2 separate regions of the Macaca mulatta genome follow, and region 1 is linked to region 2. Evidence: chromatin contacts called from public Hi-C data. All regions are on one chromosome and are shown on one strand. Each heading gives the region's core, a stretch centred on a gene start, on an enhancer-like site or on the middle of the called end of the contact. The rest is flanking DNA. Distances are from core to core; before and after follow the strand shown.

Region 1 (5,446 bases), core at 1,076-3,575, 140 kb after region 2:
AAGTTGCAAAGCATTTTATCATCTCAGGCCATCTCTCAGAGGGGCCAGCTGAAGCTACCCGTACACATCATTTTACAAGCACTGGGCTTTCAATGGGTCTTTTAAAACCAGCTGAACTGTGGTTTGCTTTTCAGTGTGTAAGCTGGTCAGTTTACAGCAGTACAAATTGGCAGCGTGGCAAGAAAGAAAACTGAAATTCAATCCAACACTGGGATTGGAAGCTCTTGAGACTCAAATGTCACCGACACCAGGGTGCGGCTTCTCCTCTAATTATCCTGTCAAACGAGGGTTGAAAATGTCAGCACAGACTTCAGGCTCGGCTCCTCCAGCAACCAATGAGAGTGGGCTTGGGTCTGGTTTAAATGATGAAGAGCAAATTTGAAAAACCCTTCAGTTGATTTCAAGACTTCCTGGGACGGCGATGTTTAAACCACAATGTTCTTCTTTTGGGGCAAAGTTAAGAGCCAATAACAGTTAAGGTTTCTCTGCATGTTCTGCCCATATTTGGCTGTAATCTTGCTTCATCCAACTAAATTTATAATATATGTGTGTGAAAAGCAAGCCTTTGGGATTTGTCTCTCTCTTTCCTTGTTATAAAGGAAGCCTTATCTTTAAGCGTTTGAGGCTACCTGTGAACTTACAGTCTAGCTTCAAAGCAAAGAAAGGAGCCAGTGTAGAAAACTTCGTTTTTACTTTTATTTTTTTAAAACAAGCTTTAATTGTAGCTTCTGGCTTTATACCACTTACAGGAAAGTATGTAGAAAACCAAGTCTAGTTTCGGCCTGTGCAGTACTGACCAGGAGAGGCTTATGAGATTACGGGGATATTGAAGAACACAGAATGTCATATGGATGATTGTATTTTATCTGTAATGTATGTGTAGGAGAGATCCATTTCTCAGAGATGCCAAGAACTAAATGCACCCTTTAAAGTATTTTCTTAGGGGTTGCTTGAAGAGGATGATCAAGTCTTACAGAGAGATAAGACACAAATATGATAGAACTTATTCTCATTTTAAGTGACTATTGACCACTTGATATGTATCATCCATTTCATTCTCACCACAATCCTATGAAGGAGATTCAATTCCATCCACATTTTACAGTGAAGAAACTGAGGCAGATCATGTAACTTCCCCAGATGCCCGAGCTTATAAGGAGTAGAACTAAGAATCCATTCTGAACAGTCAGCTGCCAAAGCCCCTCACTCTTAGCCTCTTTGCTCTACTTCACTGAAATGTTTTCTTAGGTTTACTACCAAGAACAGAGGCTGTAAGTAGTGTAGAATGCCCCCAGGGACCCCAGAGTCCAAGACACCAACTTCCACTGCCTCTCAGGACCCTAAGGAAAGAAAACTGAGAGGTCATTCAGCTTGTCTCAGGTCCAGAACTGTCTGGTCAGAGGGGATCCTGGGATCCACCAGTTGAGCCCTTCATTCAGGGCCCCAGTTATTCCTAGTCTTGGGAAACCCAGCTCTAGAAGCCCCTCCCGAGCAAGACTGAGGACAAAGGGGCTAGACTAGAGACCCAGCAACATGGTCCTCCCATGTTCTCAAAACTCAAGAGACCTAGGAAAGAGAAGGGTGACAAGGCAGCCCAGCACCTGCCCCCCCCCGCCACCCCCCACTGCCAGGGGCCAGAGAGGCCCCACTTCACTCTGTAGAGCAGTGGGATTCATCTGGGGGCCATTTGGCCCTCCAGGAGGTGTTTGGCAATGTGTGGAGAAATTTTAAGTTGCCACAGCTGGGTTGGGGAGGCGAGGGTGCTACTGGCATCTAGTGGGTAGAGGCCAGGGATGCTGTTAAATATCCTACAACATACAGCACAGCTCCTGCCACAAAGTGCTGCGGTGAGAAACCCTGCCCTCAAGTCTTGGTTGGGCACATTCCACCCACAGCTCTGAGGAAGCTCCATCTGGGGCTTCTTCAAAGAGTCATTCTGCAACCAGGAAGCTGGCAACCCATACAACTATGCAGAAGGTGAAAGAGAGAAGGCGGGACTATGAGCACGGGTTTTAATTACTGCATGTTTCTTTCTGACAGAGAGAGGTCAGTGTTTGCCTCAATTTGCAGGTATCAGGACCAAGGTGGGCGGTGGGCAGTGGCAGGGCGGTGGGGGCGGCACTGGCTCTGTGTAGCAGGCTGAATAATGGCTTCTAAAGATAGCAGATCCTGATCCTGGTAGCCTTCTATGAAAAAAGGTGGTCTTTGCAGATGTGATTAAGTGAAGAATCTTGAGATGGGGAGATTATCCCATATCATCTGAGTGGGTCCTAAATGTAATCACACGTATTCTTGAGAGAAGGAGGCAGAGGGAGATCTACATGCACATGGAAAAGGCGATGTAACAACAGCAGAAATTGGGGTGATGAGGCCATAAGCCAAGGAATATGGATGGCCACTAGAAGCTGGAAAAGGGAAGAATCAGATGCTCCCCTAGAGCTTCCTGGGGGAACATGGCCCTGCCCACACCTTTATTTGGGCCTAGCGAGACCGATTTCAAAATTTGGCCTCCAGAACTGTGAGAGAATAAACTGTTGTCTTAAGCCACCAAGTTGGTGGTCATTTGTTACTGCAACCATAGGAGACTAATCTACCCTGATACTCCTGGTGCCCCCAGATGGATCTTCTGAGGCTGAGGGGCAAACTCTTCCATGCAGGCAAAGCCAGAAAAAGGGGAATGGAAATTTCCTTTGCACTTTCCTTGATACACTTACCTTTCCCACCCCACCCTTTAAGCACCCTTTCCTGTGAAAACATGGCACCTGCCCCCTCATCGGCCTCTATCAGTCAACAATTTCAACTGAATGTCGGGCAAAGCATATGACATCACTAGTGCTTGGTTCAAACCTGTTTGAGTCACCTGTCACTTTCTACCTTGAATTTTTGTCACCAATGTACATGCAGTAACTTCTGTACTAAACTATGACTCAAACATTCACAATCACACTCAAACACAGTCTAGTGTTTGTCACAGCCTAGTATAGAAGGTACTGCATGTACATTAGAGCAGGGGAGCAGGAGCCTGATCTGATTTATTATGAAGTCTCCCAAGGCCTCCAGCACACAGTATCAGGCACACAGGAAACAATCAATGATTAATGTGTGCTTCCTCCATCCTGACTATGAGAAATATTACTTAGGTCTCTTTATTGACGGGTGGCCAAAAAGCACAAAGCCAAATCTGATGCTTATTAACAGTAATCGCATGCATGCTGTAAGCCCTGCAACAACTATCATTATCCGTGTTTTGTTTTTCAATGGAGGTATAATTTACATACAGTAACATGCACACATCTTAAGTGTATAGCTTAATGAATTTTTACCTAAATATACCTCCTGGAAACCACTGACCACACAAACATCTATCTCTTTCCATCACTCCAGAAAGCTCCCTTGTTCCCTTTTCCCAGTCAATTAACCCCCATGCCCCTCACACTCCAGTGAACCACTATTCTGCTTCTACTCCCATAAACTAGGTTTGCTTGTTTGTGAACTTCATATAAACAAAATTGTACAGAATGTACTCTTGCGTCTGGCTTCTTTCTCTTAACATAATGTTTCTGAGATTTATCCAGGTAATTGTGAGTATCAGTTTATTCTTTCTTTTTTAAATTTGCTGTGTATTATTCCATTGTAAGAATATGCCATAATTTGTTTATCCTTTCTTCTATTGATGGACATTTGGATCATTTCCAGATTAGGCATACTGTGAATAAAGCTGCTATGAATACTGGTGTATTTTATGGACCTGCACTTTCACTCCTCCTGGCTATGTACTTTTGTAAAATTGCTGGGCCGTGGAGAAGGCATCTGTTTAACTTAATAGAAGTTAGTATCACTATTTTTGATTTGGATATGAGAAAAAAAAGGTTTTTTTAAAGAAAGAAATGAAGCAGTTACAATGTTTCTTCACTTATTTTCCCAAATCCGTTCATTGTATTAACTTTTTAAAGAGTAGAGTGTCTCTTTCCTGTGCCACAGGCATGGTTAATTGAATCAGCAGTACAGAAAGTTAGAGGGTCACGAGGTACGAAGAATCCAGCAAACTCACATCTGCATAAATACACTCTCATATCATTTTATATGCATTCACACCAACCTGTATCTTTAAAACTGGACTTTCCTGACATGGGGGTTGACCACAGTGCTGACACAGACAGAATTCCTATGAAAGCAAATATTTTAAGAGGAAAATTTCCCCTATAATGAAATCCTGATTGAAATGACAATTGCAAGCAGTGAAAAGCGTGTGGAATATGTAGAATGAGCAAAATCAGATCTTTCTGTGGTGTCCTTTCTGAGTATCCAAGGAAGTCTCATTCCCCTGCCAAATGCACAGCTCTCCTAAGGCCTGGGCACAAAGAGAACTGCCCGGTCTTCCCAGCTGCCAGCTCCCTTCCAGAATGAATTCCCGAGTCCCAGCTGCTCCCCACTGGAGTGCCACTGAATTCTACAAAATCCTGACCAGCATTGCAAAAGCGAATAAACCGGGACAAGTATTTTAAGACCCTATGGTGTCACAACACTGAAGGCTGGTATGCTAAAGGGAAGAACAGAAATGTCCAAGCTTGTTTCTCTACAAGGTATATTTTACAACAGCCATTACTCATCACAAATAAAATTCCTTTCACCAAAATAGGCATTTCATACAATTTTTCTAATGATACACAGTGCTTATTTTCAGGTTACCTAAAGTCCCAACCCTTCTGCTATCTCAAACTTTGACCACTGTCTGTGAGGTGCATCTAGAGTCTAATTAAATGGCAGCTTGGTACAATTATACATTCCTTGGTCCTTTCTTACAGAATCTGAGATGACACCCTGGGATTGCCATGGGAAAAATTGCCATGTCTGTGTGATATCAAATAGTCTGATCAAGTCAGCAAATAAGAAATGTCAATCACTCAGGTTTTGTCGTTGGCACAAGGAAATCAAAACAATGGGGTGATTCAATATCTTTCCCTTTCTTTTCTTTTTTTTTTTGGTTTGTTTTTAAACATTTATATTTTTTCCACTGCTCTCCTGTTGTGTTGATAGTCATTTTCTGAACAAAAACAAAACACTTTCTACTTGATCTTCTTTGCCATTTTTTGAGAGACTATCACATGTACTTGTCCTGAAACTGTTTTCAGAGCAGAATTTGGCTTTCTCAGTGGGGCTGGTAAACAATGCAATGGGAATTAGCCCTACATTTTCCACATTGCTTTCCTGCAGTTCAACTTCCATATGAGTTGTTTTAATATGTAACTTACTAGATCTGTCATGATTTGGAGTTAATTTCTCTCTTATTCTAAAGAGCACACTGGATTGCTTAGGGAGAAATGACCAAGGACTGGCAGAGGCTTCCTTATTAGGAAGTCAATGTATCTGCCACTGAAACCCCGTATCATGAACCTCAGAAGCCTCCATCATAGTGGAGGATTTAGTTCTCTCCTCCGCATATTTT
Region 2 (5,429 bases), core at 1,035-3,534:
AGCACTTAGTGAGCTCTCGGGAATTCTCTGCAGAATGAGACCTCGAGGAGTACGGAGGGTGGGAGTACTGGCACTTTCTGCATCCCCAGGAGCTGGCTCCACATTGCTCCTGGCTCTGAATCCTGCTTTTGGGTGGCCATGGGGAGAAGACAGGGCTGAAGCCAGCCTCCACAGGGGAGGGTGCCCTAGCAAGGCCCCGCGGGGCCTCAGGGAGTTCAGACGGAGGCTTGCTTTTGCTTGCTTGTCTGAACACACGCCCACCTTGAGTGAACACAGGCCCCACCTTGACTAAACATGGGCTTCTTGCTGGGCGGGCCAGCTCCGAGCCTTGCAGGCCACTTTATCATGTTGGTGGCTCCCATCTGTTCTTAGAGTCCACATCTCCACTGGGTTGAGCTCTCAGCCACCTCTGCCTAGGCTACTCTCTTCTGAAACTTTCTTCTTCCTCTGTCTCCCCTACTTCCTCTCACCCCCTCCTCACCCCTCCCATTCTCTCTCCCCTAGGGCGGAGGACCCAGCTGGGGCAGGGCTGACAGGAGCCCCTAAGAGGAGAACTTAGAGGCCTGAGACCTGCTGAGGGTGTGTGTGTGTGTGTGTGTGTGTCTCTGTTTGGGAGAATTTGGATAAAGAGGCCGGTCGCAGTGGCTCCCGCCTGTAATCCCAGCACTTTGGGAAGCTGAGGTGGGCTGATGACTTGAGGTCAGGAGTTCGAAATCAACCATGCCAAATGGTGAAACTCCATCTCTACTAAAAATACAAAAATTGGCTGGGCGTGGTGGCGTGCACCTGTAATCCCAGCTACTCGGGAGGGTGAGGCACGAGAATTGCTTGAACCTGGGAGACGGCAGTTGCAGTGTGCTGAGATCACGCCACTGTACTCCAGCCTGGGCAACAGAGTGAGACTCCGTCTCAAAAAAAAAAAAAAAAAAGAGAGAGAGAGAGACAGCTAAAGTAGTAATGTGCCTGTGAGAGGGCCTAAGTTTGACCCCTCAGGGTAGTCTTGTCAGATAAAATACAGGATGCCCAGTTAAATTGGAATTTCACAGAAATAAAATAATTTATATGGTCTCAAATATTGCATGGCACATATTCATAGTAAAAAGCTATTTGTTATTTATCTGAAATTCCCATTTAAATTTGAGGGCATCTTCCATTTTTATTGGCTAAATCTGGCAACCCTCCCTCAGGGTGTGATGGCAGGAAGCGGGAGAGAACACAGATGTCCCCTGTTATCTCCCTGAGCCCCGCGTGGCCCTCTCAGGGAACCACAAGCCAGGGCCAAGCCCATCCAATCCTCCTGCACCAGGGGCAGCAGAAGCCATGCCACTAGTGGCAGTCACCTCGGTGAAAGTAGAGCAGGTATGTGAGGCTTTTCTGCTCTGCTTCTGTGGAAGTGATTATCCAATAACTAGTAGGAATTGGGCAGTTGGCAGACGCCTCCCATGCTATAAGGCAGGTGAGTGTGGGCACAGATGAGAGGCTGAGAGGGGAGGTAGGATGTCACCCCTGCCCTCACCAGTGTCGCCTATTTTCCCAAGCATCCCCCAACCACTACCCATGTGGATCCTCCCTCGCAGAGCCCCCTTTCAGGGCCCCATTGGCACTTCACTCTTGAGGGAGGCCTAGGAGAAGCTAGTGGAAAGTTACTTCCACATAAACGGTCAGACAGACGGATGATGAAACCACAGGAAACCACAGCTCCTCCCCTGCCGGGGCACCAGGCCAGAAGCCAACCTGCTAGGCTTGAGGACCCTTTCTGGTCTTGCTAGGGGCTCAGAGACCCTGGGGAAGTCCCTTACTGTGTGTTTCATGTCTTCACTTATGGATGGGATGCCAGCTGCTCTCTCATACCCTCACACGGCTTTTGGGAGGCAAGGGTGAGCTAGTAGATGCAAAATAATGGCAAAATTAAGAAACCAAGTACCTGTACAAATGTACATTTTTATAGTGGTTCAATCTGGCCACACGTGCTTCTACTTAGAGAAACACCATACCTGAATTTTCAGTGCACATACATATCATTATATGATCCTACGAGCAACTTCCCTACCTCACTGAAAATATGATTCACTTCACCAAAATGTAATGTTGTGGTCACATTCTACAAGGAAAACATCCAAAGCACAGCCACTGTAAGTGAGGATAATTCTCAACTGGGCCTATGGTGGGCTGGCTGACTACACTTGCATTCTAGAACGGGGCCTACTGCAGATTGGTCTGCAGTTAGCTTGATCTAGGGTTATGACAGCAGTCGACTTGAAAATAACTTTCCTCCTGCCCCTTTAAGAACATGAGTTCCTTCCCTTGCAGATAAGCAGGAAGTCCCCCTCCCTCTGTCTTGGTGCTTGGTGGTGCGTTTCACTTCCTTTCAAAGGTGTTTTCTTACTAAAGAAACCCCAAGCCCAGGGTCACATTCTGTTTCTTTCAAAGGCATACTCAACTGCCTGTTGTTGATTCTGTGACAAGTTTCTTGAACAAGAAAATACACACACAAAAATGTTAAATGTATAAAAGATGAAAGTAAAACATCAATAATATTTTAAATATTTAAAATATAAAAGTAATGCATGCTTCTGGTAAAAATGTAAATGGTAAAGGATTCTCCATTTCCTTTCCCCAGAGGTAAGCTCTTAAAATTCCCTTCTGGAAATGGTCTCTCTACACCTCACTTTTTTTTTTTACACAGAAGGGATCAGACACTATTTATGAGGCTCTTTATTTTCCACTTAAGAGTATTCTGGCTGGGCGCCGTGGCTCACGCCTGTAATCCCAGCACTTTGGGAGGCCGAGGTGGGTGGATCACGAGGTCAGGAGTTGGAGACCAGCCTGGCCAACATGGTGAAACCCCACCTCTACTAAATACAAAAGGTAGCCTGATGTGGTGGTGGGTGCCTGTAATCCCAGCTACTCGGGAGGCTGAGGCAGGAGAATTGTTTGAACCCGGGAGGCGGAGGTTGTAGTGAGCCGAGATCACGCCACTGCACTGCAGCCTGGGTGACAGAGCAAGGAAAAAATAAGAGCATTGTTTGGACATCCTTCCACAGCATATCATGAACAAATCTGCCTCAATCTTTTTCTAACAGCTGCATAGTTTTCCATTGTTTGGGTACTCTATCATGTATTTAATTAATCTCCCAATTAATATACGCTTAGATTGATTGTAGCTTTTGCTCTTATCTACAGTGCTATGGGGGAAAGATCTAGATGTTTGTGCATGTGTATGTATATGTATATGTTAAGTGTGTTAGTATGGCTGTAGAATAAGAGTCCTGTCACTGGACTTAAACTAGAAATGCTGGGTTCAATTGGAAATACTGTTTTAATTGTGACAGCCACCGGTGCCTCTGAAAAGTCCCTACGAATTGACCCTTCCAACAAGAGCATATAACAGCTTTCACTTTCCTTTCCCTGCATTCTGGCCAACCGGAGCCATTACTCAACCTTTTCATTTTTGTCAGTCTGAAAGGAGCAGAGAGGTCCTCATTGTTTGATTTGCATTTGAAAGCCTACCATACAGGGGCATCTTCTCATGTTGTTCTTGGCTCAGTGAGGAGGGCCTTAGAGACCAGACTTTGGAACTAGATAGAGCTGGATACCGTCCCAGCTCAGCCACTTGCCAACTGTGATCTCTGGAGCCTCAGTTTATCCATCTGTAAAATGAGCATCCTTAGACTAAATTCATGGGGTTTACTGAGAGGGTGCAATAAAGCAATAAAAAATGTTTATCACTACAAATGTTAGTGTGTTTCTCATCCAAACAAACAAACAAAATAAATAAATATATATATATAGTCATGCATCGCTTAACAATGGGGATATGTTCTAGGCGATTTCCTCATTGTGCAAAGGTCACAGAGTGTACTTACACAAACCTAGATGGTACAGCCTACTACATACCTAGGTTATATGGTACAGCCCATTGTTCCTAGGTGCCAAACCTGTACAGCATGTGACTGCACTAAATACTGTAGGCAACTGTAACACAATGCTAAGTATTTGTGTATCTAAAATTAGAAAAGGTACAGCAAAAAATACAGTATTGTTTTATGGGATCACTGATATGTCATTATGCAGTACATGACTATGTGTATGTGTGTGTGTGTGTGTATACACACATATATATGCACATACACACATAGTCTTATACTGTGTATGTATATAGATGTGTGTATATATATATAGTCTTATACTGTATATGTATATTGTGTATATATATGTGTGTTTGTGTGTACATATATATGTATATATACATACACACGGATATATATATACTTTTTGATTGACCTAGTCAACGGCCAATTTAACCGTTTCTGCAGCATCTGAGATCTCACCATCTCCTCACTGCTGCCTCCTGCTTGAGGGTAGAAAATGTAAATAAAATGCTGAAAAATAAAACTTAAAACTGTCATATTCAATGATTGGTCTTACTAGCTGAGCAACCTTGGCCATGGTACTTCTCTGAGCTCCAGTTTCTTTCTCTGTAAAATGGGGTGTTCACTCTACCTACCCCACAATGTCACTGGGAGAATGAAGAGGCGCTTAGGGCAGTGCCTGGCTCTGGCAAGCACTAGATAAATGATCCTTGTGGTTGTTCTACTTGTCCAGGGATCCCCTAAAGTGCTCAGGCCACTTTCCCCAGTGGGATAGGAGGAAAGTAGTCACCTCAACTAACAGAGGGTAATCTATCAAACACCTACTGGGTGCCAGGCTAGTTGAAGACCCTTTGGGCCTATAAACACTGCTGTAGGGTGTGGTGGAAGGGCATCTCCAACTCTCTGAGACACAATTAGATCCTGCCATGCTCGGCAAGCAGGTTGAGCCATCAGACCCTGTTTGCTTGCTTGCTTGCTTGCTTGCTTTTTTCTTTCTTCTTTCTTTCTCTTTCTCTCTCTTTCTCTCTCTTTCTCTCTTTCTCTCTTTCTTTCTCTCTTTCTCTCTCTTTCTTTCTTTCTTTCTTTCTTTCTTTCTTTCTTTCTTTCTTTCTTTCTTTCTTTCTTTCTTTCTTTCAACAGGGTCCTGCTCTGTCACCCAGGCTGGAGTGCAGTGGTGCCAAGGCTACAGCTCACTGCAGCCTTGACCTCACGTGCTCAAGCCATCCTTCCATCTCAGCCTCCCAAGTAGCTGGGACTACAGGCATGTACTAAAATGCCCAGCTAATTTTTGTATTTTTTGTAGAGACAGGGTTTTTCCATGTTGCCCAGGCTGGTCTTGAACTCCTGAGCTCAAGTGATCCTCCTGCCTCAGCCTCCCAAAGTGCTGGGATTACAGGTGTGAACAACCTTGCCCAACCCCCTCCCCCACTGTTTTTTAATCTCCTTTGTAGAGGTCATCAACAACCCCATTCACTAGTGTTCAACAAGAAAAGATCCTCTTGGGGAGCGGGAAGTTATTGTGAATCTCCTTTGTGAGAAACAAATGCCATTTTCTGA

Evidence for each region. A called contact is a pair of places that touch in the nucleus more often than the background predicts.
Region 1: a Hi-C map of CD4 T cells shows a contact between it and region 2, with 4 times the contacts expected there. The contact joins two enhancer-like sites. A contact is called at or near these places in 2 of 14 Hi-C or Micro-C datasets (CD4 T cells and blood).

The regions. Positions count from the first base shown.
Region 1 is chrX:12,702,561-12,708,006 of T2T-MMU8v2.0, forward strand. No RefSeq gene overlaps it. Among named protein-coding and RNA genes, the nearest start is that of FAM9C, 50 kb to the left of the region's middle. Within about 2 kb of position 2,326, at least 12 of the 40 cell types and tissues checked have an H3K27ac peak or open chromatin away from gene starts, as enhancers often do. A contact at or near this core is called in CD4 T cells and blood, where this site is marked.
Region 2 is chrX:12,566,422-12,571,850 of T2T-MMU8v2.0, forward strand. No RefSeq gene overlaps it. Among named protein-coding and RNA genes, the nearest start is that of TMSB4X, 15 kb to the right of the region's middle. Within about 2 kb of position 2,285, at least 16 of the 40 cell types and tissues checked have an H3K27ac peak or open chromatin away from gene starts, as enhancers often do. A contact at or near this core is called in CD4 T cells and blood, where this site is marked.